2 separate regions of the Drosophila melanogaster genome follow, and region 1 is linked to region 2. Evidence: chromatin contacts called from public Hi-C data. All regions are on one chromosome and are shown on one strand. The core of a region is the stretch at or near the end of the contact, and the rest is flanking DNA. Distances in the headings are between cores, read along the strand shown.

The links. A called contact is a pair of places that touch in the nucleus more often than the background predicts.
Region 1: a Hi-C map of the Kc167 cell line shows a contact between it and region 2, with 9 times the contacts expected there. The contact joins the promoter of Tsp96F here to the promoter of Ssadh in region 2. A contact is called at or near these places in 4 of 107 Hi-C or Micro-C datasets (the Kc167 cell line, the S2 cell line and embryo).

Annotation. Positions count from the first base shown.
Region 1 is chr3R:25,879,099-25,885,772 of dm6, reverse strand. It overlaps Tsp96F (Tetraspanin 96F), which reads left to right and starts at 4,346. Exons shown (of 5, transcript NM_001276048.2): 1 at 4,346-4,757. The coding sequence starts at 4,692. SppL (Signal peptide peptidase-like) reads right to left here and starts at 3,789. Exons shown (of 7, transcript NM_143180.2): 1 at 3,498-3,789; 2 at 1-391. The coding sequence starts at 235.
Region 2 is chr3R:25,624,308-25,630,791 of dm6, reverse strand. Ssadh (Succinic semialdehyde dehydrogenase) reads left to right here and starts at 3,868. Exons shown (of 3, transcript NM_143151.3): 1 at 3,868-4,060; 2 at 4,129-4,448; 3 at 4,625-5,987. The coding sequence starts at 4,155. The coding sequence ends at 5,860. It overlaps Npl4 (Nuclear protein localization 4), which reads left to right and starts at 6,130. Exons shown (of 8, transcript NM_170231.3): 1 at 6,130-6,203. The coding sequence starts at 6,186.

The DNA.
Region 1 (6,674 bases), core at 3,097-5,596, 250 kb before region 2:
TCTTCTGCTCCCGCTCGCGGGCCTCCTGCTCGATGTTTAAGGAGCGAAAGCTGCCGTAGACTATCAGCAGCATCGATATGAGGCAGGTAGAGACCCGAGACGAGTCCATTACGCTTGAGACCGTCCAGTGGAGTTCGCGGTATTCTCCACCGCCAGCTGCCGCTGCACCGCCTCCAAGTTGGCCGGCTCCAACAGTTTGAGCTCCCAGACCGCCACCGGCTCCACCGTGCGACATGCTCGCTCCGGTTCCTCCGGATGCGACTTCAATCTATATCGCAGATATAGTTTCAGATATCACTTGTAGTCGCCAGTCGGCTGGCTTCTTCGCTTATCGGTCGTCCTGCGCTGGATTTATCGCGTTCTTATGTCAGCTGCACCGCTTCAATCCAAACTGAAATGAAAAGTATTTTGGTTAGGCATATTGATTTAACGATAAGTATTTTGTTTGCCGACCTTATCGCACGTAACCCCGTATACTTTTTTACCTTCTTCAGGTTATTTGGACAACTGCGATTAGGCTATTCGGAGCACACACTCACTCCCAAGGTTTATTTTCCACGATGTCGCCTTAAGTCGAGCGCGGAAACCTTGGGGTCAACTTTCACGCGCCTCACGAATTAGGTAATGAAAGCAAATTAGAACGCCATACACACTCTAAAAAGTGAAGTACAATTTAGAATCGTCAGCAGCCCGAAATTCATTTTAAGCACCAGAAAGTACTTGATCTTAAGAAACTTGAGACATGCAGCAGGGCTATGTGCACATTTATTGTATCCACAAGATACATATCTTAAAATGAGAAATTTGTATACGCTTATAAATTGAACATCATTTAAACTAATGGATAGAAAACTAATAAATGTTTATATATGACATTCATAAACTGCAAATGTCATTCCTGCATTTTTAATTTGTTTATTATAGCTTTTTTTTTTTAAATATTAATGAATATATCACACTCCTGTAACTGACCCCCTATTTCAAGGCAATAAACTATGTAATGAAAATAAAACTCAGAAACTGCGGAAAACGCAATGTTGTTTTTGGAAGAATGTTTACCTTTACACTTTTAAAAATAGCGGTAAAAACGCGTCCAGACATATCATATAAACATACACATGTATGGACTCTGTCTATATATAGAAATTATATTTTATTTCCCCATTTCTTATTTAAAGCTACAAATGCACCTTTCCTTTCTAGACATTGAGTGAAGAAACAGAGAAAAATATTATACCACATCATTTTGAAAGTTAATTTTATTAAAATAATTATCAAAAACGTTCATCATAAATTTCCATATTTCACAAATAGATATCTCTAAAACAATAAGAAACGTTTTTTTTTAAATTGAACACGTTTTGTTTTCTGTGTAGGGAAATTATAATAACAACAACCGGTGTGAGAAAATAACAGATTGTCCGCATGGGATTTACAGGCAGCAATAACAACAATTAACAGACAAGAAGAAGGCCGTAAAAAGCAGTTAAAATTGGAATAAATTATAAAAGCGTTACCCAGTTTTCCACGATGCCAGTTTTCCATTGTTATTGCCACCAATTCTATAGTATTTTCACACACACAACGCACTCATACACCCACGCAGGGTTGTTGCACTTGGCAAATGGAAATGTAAAGGCGCTGTTATTAGAGCGGCGCTCTGCTAACTCGCTAATGACAATAGGGAGACAGAGCGGGATAGTTGCGAATGACAATAAGAGAGACAAAGCGGGACAGTTGGCAACTTCCTTGGTCGGTGTTGTTGTTGCTTCAATCATGTCGCTTTTGTTGCTATTGTTGCATGTTGCCAAGTGCCGTTGCTCGCACTAATTTATGTTGACTGTTGGCAAATGTAGGTGCATGTGTATTGGTGTCTCTTTTCATGTTTGTGTGCGGAATGTAAATGATTGAAATTCGTACATATGTACATATGTATGTAATAATGTATAAATGAAGCGATGGCCAAATTTATAGGGATTCTTTAAAGCTCCGAAATCAAGAAATATACAAAATGTCACGTATTTTTACAGGTTAATTAAAACTTGTTTGAGCCCAAATAACCCACATTTCTTCTCATTTTATATTTGAAAACAGGTTTAATCCATTTTAACTACGCTTTGCTTAGTGCTTTAAATAATCCTGATATAGAATTCAATATTCATGTCTTTCAAAAATTGAGTTTAAAAGTTTCTGTTAATTAATTAACAATTGTTACACAACTGTATCTGTGTCTGTACATTTCATTTTGCATTTGAATTAGTGTTGTTCATTTAATTTTTCTCGTCTCCCACAGTTTCTATCTCCCTCTTTCACCTCCTAGATGCAACAAATTAAGTTTCCCACACATTGCAATTTCAAGAGGGCGACAAAATGGAGAGGGGAGATGGAAAACTGTTAACGAGCGCTAATTAAAATGAAATTATGTGGCGGGTGTAAAGTTACAGTATCCAAAGTTGACACAATTTTCACAGTTTAAAGCGGTTATCGAAAATGAGCTACATAATTAGCCAAAATCATTGAGAAAACGCCGCTCGCATCACTCACGCATAAACTTACATATGCGCACACACACACGCAAACACTTTCTAATTTGAAACGCCCCAAAGTGGGGAACAAAAACAAAATAAAAGAAGTACCAAGCAATTGGCTTCGCTGTAACTGCCCACGACGAATGTGAAAGTGAAATTGGCGAAGATACAGCATTCGCAGTGGCCAAGGGGCGAGGGGTATACCTCTAACATAGAAGAGAGTGGACTTTAAACATAAATATTTACCGCTACCTTCTACACAGTAGTTTATTTCGTGAGAAAGAAACACAATATAAGGGTAGCTTTTAGAAAAGCTGTACTTTTTTCTATTAAAACTTTTCAAAATATTAAATGAAACCGTATATATTATTATTCACATTTTTATTAGGATTTCTAGCAAGCTACTACATATTACTAATCCAATCTTGCTTGTAAACGTTTGCTAATATAATTATATTTACGTTGAAAACAGTGAAATGCGCTACATTAGCACCGCCGACGGGGGAACCAATTAAGTTTTTAAGTGCACTGAACGCGGAAAGCATAAAAACAAGTGCGTAAAGTGGGCGCAACGTTTTTCGTTTATTATGCAAAAAGAGGGGGGGGGAGGTAGGGGCTTTACTTTGGCAAAGACTGGCTTGCAGCGCTTGAGAAATTTTCAGTACGACTAAAGCTTAGGCTGCGCTTTAAGGTTTTTTCCTCGTTTTTCCATTTCGTGTTTGGTTACACTCCACTTCGTTCCACTTCATTCCATTTCCATTCCACAAAACTCCAACTTCGCTCCACTGCGTAACAAAATTACAAGACACACTCACACAAACTTGCAACAAGCCGACAACAACAACAACAGCAATAAGGGAAGGGGGGAAATTGTCATGTTTCTGATTTCAATGCAATCGAAATATATATTGAAAAACGTATGTGGTGCACTCGATACTCCCCAAAAAAGTTGGGGGACTTTTCGCTTACTTTGCCTTCACATTCACATTCGCGTTTGGCTGTATTTTCCTTGGTTTTTGTTTTTCCCTTTGCACCGATGTTCGTTTTCGCGATAAAAAGGTGTCTGCTACATTTTCACGCGCCTTTCATTTGCCTGCGAGCCGCTTTTCATGCATATTTCCACGATCTTCGGCGGTCGCTGCACTTAAACGTTAGACAGCCATTTTGCATTTGTTTCTATTAGTAACTATTGCGGAGGAGAAACAACAACGAATTAAACATTTCACGCTTTAGGCCATTTTCGCCTGCGCGAACAGTGTGACCGTTTCGCAGAAGAATGAACAAAGCATGAACTATTAAGGTCACATTTCAAACTGTTTACATTTACAGATTTAAATATTTTGGGAAAATCATAGCCAAAGTAAATCAAAAACCTGGAATATCCTAATTTTCAATTACCCACTTTCATAGTAATAATTAAATAGACATGTTAAAATAATGTAAACAACCACAAATTTATACTTTAAAATGAAATCTACTTTAAATATGGTGATTATAGCTGAAACATTGGGGATAATAGTTAGTTAGAATATCTAAATTTTTAATTTTTAACTTTCATAATAACAATCAAAAGGTTATTTGAACATTATGTAAACACTGAAACTAAATTACTTTTAACATTCAAGTGAAGTTTTTATTTTATTGGGAAAATTGGCAATAGAACTTATCCAAAATATCGATAGGCCACTTTGGTTTGCGTATAGGCTGCAAATCCAAGCAGGTTGCAAGCCATGCTAAGCCTCATCAAAGTTATTCAACCACTTCTTTGGTATCTTCTAAGGGTCACCACTTTTCGGTTTTTAGCCTTTCTATACCCGCTGGTATATTTGAACGGCCGAGCTAATGGTCGCACTGATACAAGAATTTTACGTTGGACGGACGCCTCGATGCACAAATAAAATTTTTAAAACAAATCGGGTGCAACGGCCAATCGCGCAAACAGTGGCTCAAATCGGTGGATTTTAGCACGGGAAATTTTAAAAAAATTTGAAAAATATAGTACAATCGAGCGGGTGTTTTGAAAAAGTGCAAAAGGTCGAAAAGTGCAGGCGACACTGCAGTTCGGGGTTCCTTGGAAAAAGAGCATCTCCAAGTGGTTGAAAAACCAGTTAAATTGCAGCTACTTTTTAAGGAGTTACCTATTTAAGAATATCAATCCGCGCCATGGGTCTCAACGGCTGCTGTTCGTGCGTCAAATATCTGATGGTCCTTATAAACATTTTATTCTGGGTATGTAGATTCCAGCAGCAGCAGCAACAACAACAATGCGAGATTCGGTTCTCTCCCATCACAACAACAACTGGAACACACGGACCTCCTTTTCGCGCGCGTGTGTGTGGGTGTTGCGTGAGCGAATGTGTGTGTGTTGTGTATTCCCTACGCCCCTCTTTCTCACGCTTGGCGCGCGGGCGGAGGGAGGAGCCGTGCGCACGCTCTTTGGAGTCCTACCGCTCTTTCAGTCCCTCTTTCCACTCTCTCGATCCCAGAGGTGCCCAAAACATAAGTTGAAACTTATTTAAGTACGGCTTGAAATATTTAATCGAAAAGGAAGTAAAAAATATAAATAAATAAATAATAAAATAAATATAATAATATATTAACTTAAATATTTTTTTTTTAATGAGCGGGCTTAAAAACATTAAATGGACAAGATTATATAAATATTCAAGTACGCGGTTAATTAAAAACATTAATAGAAGGGTTTTTCTTTTTGAAATTAAACAAATCGGTTTTGTTTGTTATGAACTATTTGACTTTAAATTATTTTCTACCATTTATAACTTCAAAACTTCAACTGGCTTTTAAAAGCGACATCACTGTATCTCTCCATCTCCCGCTCGCACTCCCTACCGCTCTGCTCGTACTCCCGCATAAAAACAATAGAAGTTCCGTTGTGGGAGGGGACACACACACACACAGACAGATAAACATTTAAGCATCTCCATTCCCACCTCCCACTGTTTTCTTTTCCCTCCACATGTTTGTTCAGTTGTTTTTCTTTTGCTTCTGTCTCTTCCTGTCTCTCTTTTTTTGTTTTATTATTTTTATAACGTATACGTGCCGTTGATATTTTTACAAACTTCGGTTGGCTTAATTCGGTAAAAAAGGACCTCTCCTCACCCCAAAAAAAAGGGTTTTACTTTCTTTGGCCAACTTATCTGCTTGTTGTTTTACGCAATTTTCGACTTTCAACATAGCCTCGTTAGGCTTTCAATTGTTTCCATTCAATTACTATCTGCCACAGCGATTGTTTGCGTTTGTTTTGAGTTTCCTTGAGTTTTTCTTGGGGTTTCCTCTTGTCTTCCGCGGCTTGCGAAATCAGTTTCGCTTTTCCTTTGGGCAACAAATTTAAAATTTTGATTCTTATGCGGGCTGATTTCTAATTTTTTTTTCGTTCGTTTGTTGATTGTTGCTGCCTTTTTTCGATTTCTGTCTATAGTATTTATTAGTCAAAAGCTATTTTCGAATACGGGCGAGGAACAACACAAACTTACGCGTCCGTTCAGTTTTTCGTTGTTGTACACAGAAAGAAAATACTGATGCCTAGCCAAGTTTCGTGTTTGGAAACTTTCGAATACCTTTCAATTATTTTTCGTTTATTGTATATATGTCATGTAAAAAAAATTAAAATTAACCGATCCCAATAAGATTATATCCAATAATTGGTTTCTGTGTAATGTTCCTTGATCTGTGATGTTTTAGTATTCATCGTTGTTGTTGTTGGATGCACAGTGGTGTGTTTGATTTCAGTGGAGGAACAATGAGCGATAGAAATTGTGATGTGTTTGTGATGCAGTTCGTTTCACTAATCGTTTGAACTATTTTTAGAGCGATTTATGGATGAAAGTGCGTCAGATATTATTTTATATAAGACTTTTTATACATTGTTTTGAGGCTATTCTTAGCCAGGGCATGTTATCAATTACCCCACAAAGCCATAATAAATTTAATAATAGTATTTTTATATAACTTCGCAAAAAATGACCACTGTCCGATTAGTTTTGAATCTCGCTCTCCACTGTGCATCGATTTCCAAACATTTCCATTTTCATCGTCGCCGTGGGGCATCGTGATCAAACGCCACGATCTCTGAGGACGCTGACGCTCCAATGGGGCCGATATCCCACATCCAAGATGCTGGGGGAG
Region 2 (6,484 bases), core at 2,619-5,118:
TTTAAAAATGTTTATAAGTAAATACTCTCTTCATTTGACAATTATATTTGACAGTTATGAACCAAAGGAACCAAATATAATTGCAGTGCATTTGTGCTTATTTTCTAGTTCAAAATCAACCCCAACTTTTGGAGATCCAGGTTTCGCAATGAGTAAGTCGCAATAAATGTACCAAATTTGAACTTTACCAACTTTTGGGGAAGGAGACGCGAACGGAATGCGCAATTTAATATTTCCTATCCAGAGACAACAGAAGGACGAACAGAAGGATTATGCGCAGATAAATATGAATGGTCGAAAGGAAGTTCGTAATTAAAATACCCTTAGATAATAAATTATTGCACAATGCTGTTTTGAAATTACAAATCAAATGGATTAATCTAAACTTCATATATTTACACTAGCAAAATACAAGTTTGAAACATAACACTCAACTCCTCTGCTCTGCAGGATACCATAATCCCGCCGAAATCAATCAAATTATCGGAAATGAAAAACTTTTTGACTTGGGAAATTTTCGAAATTTTCTTTCACATAACAATTTAATTTGATGCGCCTGGAAGAAAGATATTTTCACAAAAGCACTCGTTAGGAAAGCAATTTTCAATTCATTTCGAAGGGTATTATGATACGCCTAGATTTCGGAATCTTTAATATTCGGGTGATCGGTTGTGTGAATTCTTTGGGGTTGGCCAGGCGTATTTTCGTACATCGAAGGACAACAATGGATACGGATAAGGGATCGTTTTGTGCGGCCCAAGGACAACGAGATCGAGTTCCAGTGCATGCCAGGACACGCCGGGGAAAGTGGAGAGGTACACAATGGGCGGCGGAATTATGAAATAATAATCAAGTAGGGCATAATCATAATGCCGTAACCTTGATGCGAAGGTAAACAATAATTAAGCCAGGCTGCGGGGACCTTCTATACACAAAAAAAAAAATAAAATAAAGAAGGAAGAAATAGGCTCGTTATAGGGGAAAGGAGAGGGTATCCTGCGCCGGGATCGCAATCACAAGCGCACACGTGTTGCTTCCACCCGGACAGAGCTAATCTGCTGACGCATTCAGGACGCCTCGTTCAGGTTCAGGATGGGACATTCGAAATTAAGGAATCTTGGCAGCTGCTCCGACCTCGTCCTCGTCTTCAGCTCCGTCTCTATCCTTCTGCGTCCTTCTTCGATTTCCCTGCGACTTGACTTGCCAGCAGCTGCAGATGCGATCGTTAAGCACACGTGCCAAGGTGAGTCAGCAGGATCTCCACCAGGATCCGAATCCGAACCGGCCAGAGGGATAGGAAACAGGAGCGACAGAGCCCACATATATCTGAAAAGCTGTTATCCTGCAAGCCGCGGCCATTTTCGAAGATTAACCCTATAAAAGCTTAAGCTCTGCCCCATTTATATTGCCAACCCCAAGGCAAATAAATATATGATACCAATGATATTAAGTATTCCTTTATAAAGAAGCAATGCTATATCAATTAGTTATCATATAGAGATACTTGTGCATAACTAAGCACAAAGTAATGAAATTCTCGAATAGCATATTGGCTATTGGCTTGGGAACTATATTACCCGCCCTCCGTGTCCTCAATGGGTTAATTTGTAACCCATCCTCGGATGGCTGATTCCGAGGAGCAGCTGCTGCTGTTGCATGAGTCGATCACGACACTTATCTGTTCGGCGGCTGTTTTGTTTTCGTGCCATCTTGCCACATTGCCACATTGCCAGGACAATTGGCAACCAGTTTGCGCCCTAAGCTTGCGAGTCCTTTGTCCTCGCAAGAAAGCTGCCAGGCAACCAGATCAGATCCCAAACCGACAGCAACCGAACAACAGATGTTTTATTCTTATTCTCGCGTTAAGGAACGTGTTTCCAAACATGATTTATGGCTCGACTGCCTCGCGTTAGAGAGTGTATTGGAATCCTACCGAAATGGAAAGAGACGGAGCATCTTTGCAACGAAAGAGATGGCCAATGCCACATCATTGTTCCCATTGACCAGCTGCCAGGGCGGCGTCTTGGGCTTCCACAGGGCCTCCGCCTCGAAAGACATAGAAAACAGCACAGAAGAACCGGTCCCAAAGACCATGATCCCTATACTATACTATACGATACGATGCGATCGCATCTTTCCAGCTTTGTGTCGTTTTTATGGCGTGTTATGATTTCGTATTACAATTAGCCGGCACAAAAGGCACACGGCTGCCTATTTCTGGGCTGTCAATTGTTTGCATTCTATAAAAACCAGGGGCCCCATAAATTCGCCGGCCATGGCAGCGCATTAAAACTGTCAAAATTGTGCAGTTAAGTAGACATTAGATTGGTTTCGAGTGCCAACGAACTGACTGACTGACTGACTGCTTCATTAGATGGGTTCCTGATGAGCCTTCGCTGAAAAGGTAACACTGACAAAATGTTCACCTAATAAGCAGATACTTTTATCTTATTATTCAATGATTAGCTTTTTAAAATACGCATACATATCTTCTTAAAACATAAAAGATACAGGGGTTACGGGACCGAAGAGCTCTTCTTAAGGATTCTAATAGTATGTTATGCTAACTAGGTATACTGATTTTGTGATATATCAACTCATGAGTATATGAAATATTTCTCTCCGTGCATCCTGATCTTGATCAGTCTGGAATGGGACATGGAAACACACCTCCCGGCAGCACTTAAGACAAATAACTTAAACACCTATCGACAGGAGCCGGCAGCATTCACGATTGCTTCCGAGCTAGACGCATTTTCAATTAGTTTTAAATCACAACTAATTGAATTCATTCCGTAGCTCCAGTTCTGGTCCGGGGATGCGATCGCCATCTGGACAATCTTATCTTAACAGTTATGATGTCCGTGTGGCGGCCGCCTGTTTTGGCATTCTTAGCCAAAATTTATTGACAAAATTTGCAACACAGATTGCGGGCTCCTGGGCGAAGGGAAGCCCCAACCAGGTGAGGCGCCGGAGGAGGAAGCTCCATGACCAGTAGCCCAGTAGGCAGAACCTACCGCTGTCTAATGCTAAATGGCACTTAGCAAAAAGAGTATTAAGAAAAAGATGAATGGAGCTTAACTTCTATTTGAAGTAAAATGTAGAAAATTATTAGTATTATAATATTTATACAAAACATTTTCTGGCTTATCCTTAAAACTTTATGGAAAATGTGGTTACAAAGAACTGATAGTTGTCTGAATATCGGTCTAATTTTTACAAATTTAAGCCCTAAGTGCACACATTTTTCTAAGTGCTTAGGATGGGTTAGGAGACCCACCTTCTGACAGAACCGCTGCCGGCATATGTGAAATCTATGGTCGTGATGCCTGGCTACAAAGTCATAATAAATGGAGCACAGTGCTCCACGTTGGCGGCGCATGCAAAAAAGATCGGGCAGATCGGGCGAAAGGCACCGATTGTCCGGAGATTGCTGGGACAAGTGGCGCTGCCTTAAAATCGCTGAAAAGCAACGACTAAAAATGGGAATCAGGAAGTTTACTTGGAATGGACTTTCTTTTTTTTGTCGTTCCCTTTTTCTTTTTGAAAGTCAAACGGCTGCCGCCCAGTTGCCTGACAGAAGGTGATTGCTGCATAACTGAAGATCGATAGCTCGAAGTCATTCGATAACAGCAGGCGAAATATTTATGGCAAATCAATATATGATATTTAGGTTCTTATTTTTTGCGTTATGGATGTACTTCTATTAAATATTTTATATTTTTAAAAGCTGAAAATATGTTTTTAATATCCGCTGCGAGTAAATTAAAAAGTAAATGTTATCAAGCAGTTCTTTTTTTTCAAATGGTACATTTTTCGCGGTTCACTCGCGACTGCCAGTTGGCAGCTCCTAAGAGCGCGAACATCTGCTGTTGATAGTAAAAAAACGAGTTGGCAGTTTCTAAGGCTCTGCTGGTTCGGAGCGTAAAAAATTAAAATCAATTAAATCCAATCAAAGCGCCCAATAGAAGCTAGAACTGCAGCTGTGGACAGCAGAGAGTCTTCCCGATAACGTCGCAGATAAGAGAAACGCCTCTAACCCCCCGCAGGTGATAAAAAGGTGATAAAGCAAGCGAACTCACATACCGGTTAATAATCGATTAGTAGCCAATTGTTAATTGCAATTAGTTTGTTTATTTCTAGCAGCCGGCAGAATGTGGCGACAGCTCAGCGGAGTCGCACGAACAGGAAGCAGCCTAAGCCTCTGCAGAATGCGAGGATTCTCGGCACTGGTGCAGGATAAGGCCCTGGTGGATGGCGCCTGGGTGGATTCCAGCAATGCAAAGGCGACCTTCGAGGTGCGGAATCCTGCCAATGGTGCTGTCATCGGCAAAGTGCCCAACATGACGGTGGCGGATGCCCAGAAGGCCATAGACGCCGCTAAGCAGGCGTACGAGTCCAAGGAGTGGCGATCCCTGACCGCCAAGGATCGGTCCAACCTGCTCAAGGTGAGTGCCGGGATCACTCGTTATCAGGGGTGCTGATTGTTGACCCCACAGATAAAGACCATCATATAATATGATGGGACTATAGAGTTGGAAAGTTCGACTGTAGGTCATTGTCATTATTTCTTCCTCTGGTCTCCAAGTTACTTCTGCTTATCTAATCTAATCTCGTCTTGCAGAAGTGGCACAAACTGATCGAGCAGCACTCGCAGGAGATAGCCGAGATAATGACGGCCGAGTCGGGCAAGCCGATCAACGAGTCGAAGGGGGAGGTGGCCTACGGAAACGCCTTCGTCGAGTGGTTTGCAGAGGAGGCCCGTCGCATCTACGGCGAAATTGTGCCCAGTGCATCGCCCAATCGCGAAATCATAGTAATGAAGCAGCCCATTGGGGTGGCGGCGCTGATTACGCCCTGGAACTTCCCGATGGCTATGATTACGAGGAAAGCAGGAGCCGCCCTGGCCGCAGGATGTACGGTCGTGGTGAAACCTTCAGAAGACACTCCTCTTACTGCCCTGGCTGTGGCCAAATTGGCAGTGGACGCTGGCATTCCAAAGGGTGTGATAAATGTGGTCACCACAAACAAAGCGGCTCCCATTGGCGATCTCTTCTGCAAGAGTCCCGATGTTAGGGGTATATCCTTCACGGGCTCCACTGAGGTGGGCAAACTGCTGTTCCGGAACTCTGCTGATGGCATCAAAAGGATTTGTCTCGAGCTCGGCGGCAATGCTCCGTTCATTGTCTTCGATTCGGCGGACATTGAAAAAGCAGTGGATGGCGCCATGGCCTCGAAGTTTAGGAATTGCGGACAGACCTGCGTCTCCGCCAATAGATTCTTTGTCCAGGACAGCGTCTACGATAAGTTTGTTGGGCAGCTGAAAAAACGCGTGGAAGCTTTGAAGATCGGAGATGGTCAGGGTTGCGATGTGCAAATCGGACCACTGATCAACGAGATGCAGTTCAACAAAGTCAGTGGCTTTGTGGAGGACGCCAGGTCGAAGAAGGCGAACATTATTCTGGGCGGACAGCCGTTGCCCGACAAGGGATCCCTTTTCTACGCACCCACAATTGTCACAGATGTGCCACCCTCGGCGCAACTCTACTCGGAGGAGGTCTTTGGTCCAGTGGTCTCCATCATACGGTTCCGAGACGAAGAAGAAGCGGTAAAGAAGGCAAACGACACCAGGAGAGGCCTGGCCGGTTACTTCTACAGCGAGAATCTGCAGCAGGTGTTCCGGGTGGCCAAGCGACTGGAGGTTGGCATGGTCGGCGTCAACGAAGGCATCATCTCCGCAGCAGAGGCTCCGTTTGGTGGCGTCAAGGAGTCCGGTGTCGGACGGGAGGGTTCCAAACACGGTATCGACGACTATGTGGACATCAAGTACATTTGCATGGGCAACCTCAAGTACGACTGAAGTCCGATGGAGGGATCACCCCCACTGCTTTCATACGCTGTCTTCCACTAGAATGCGATTGGTTTATTGTTGTCTAATTGTAGAATAACACGCCGCTATATTAATAAATGTGCACAAAGTCTACCTGAAGCTAATAGATAATTTCCCTTTTTTAAAATAGCCCGCCTCACCTTTCGATTAATTGGGATTGGTTAACAATCGCTTTAAATTGACAAGAAACCGATCATAGAGACATCGATATCCGGGAGTAATCGATTTTTCTCCACCTCTGGGCAGACTATCGCCATCCCCACAGCTGTGCGACAGAGACAGAGACAAAATTACAATGCCAAATGACAAAATTGTAAGTAAATTGTTGATAAAAAATTAAAAAGTGCATTTAGGGTGGAAACTAAGCGAATGTCTTATTGGTGAAGTGTGTGCAGTGAAATTGGTCAAGTGTTTCCCTATAGCTACCCACCAAAAAAGCCGGCAAACAATGTCGGTTTTCCAGTTCGCTGGCGTTTGTTGTTGTTGCCTAAATGTATGGAAAATATATTTAAAGTGCATTTCAGCCGGCAAAAGCGAAGCATATAATGCATAATGAACCCATTTGGAAGCACTCCCGGCAGTGCAAATCCACTG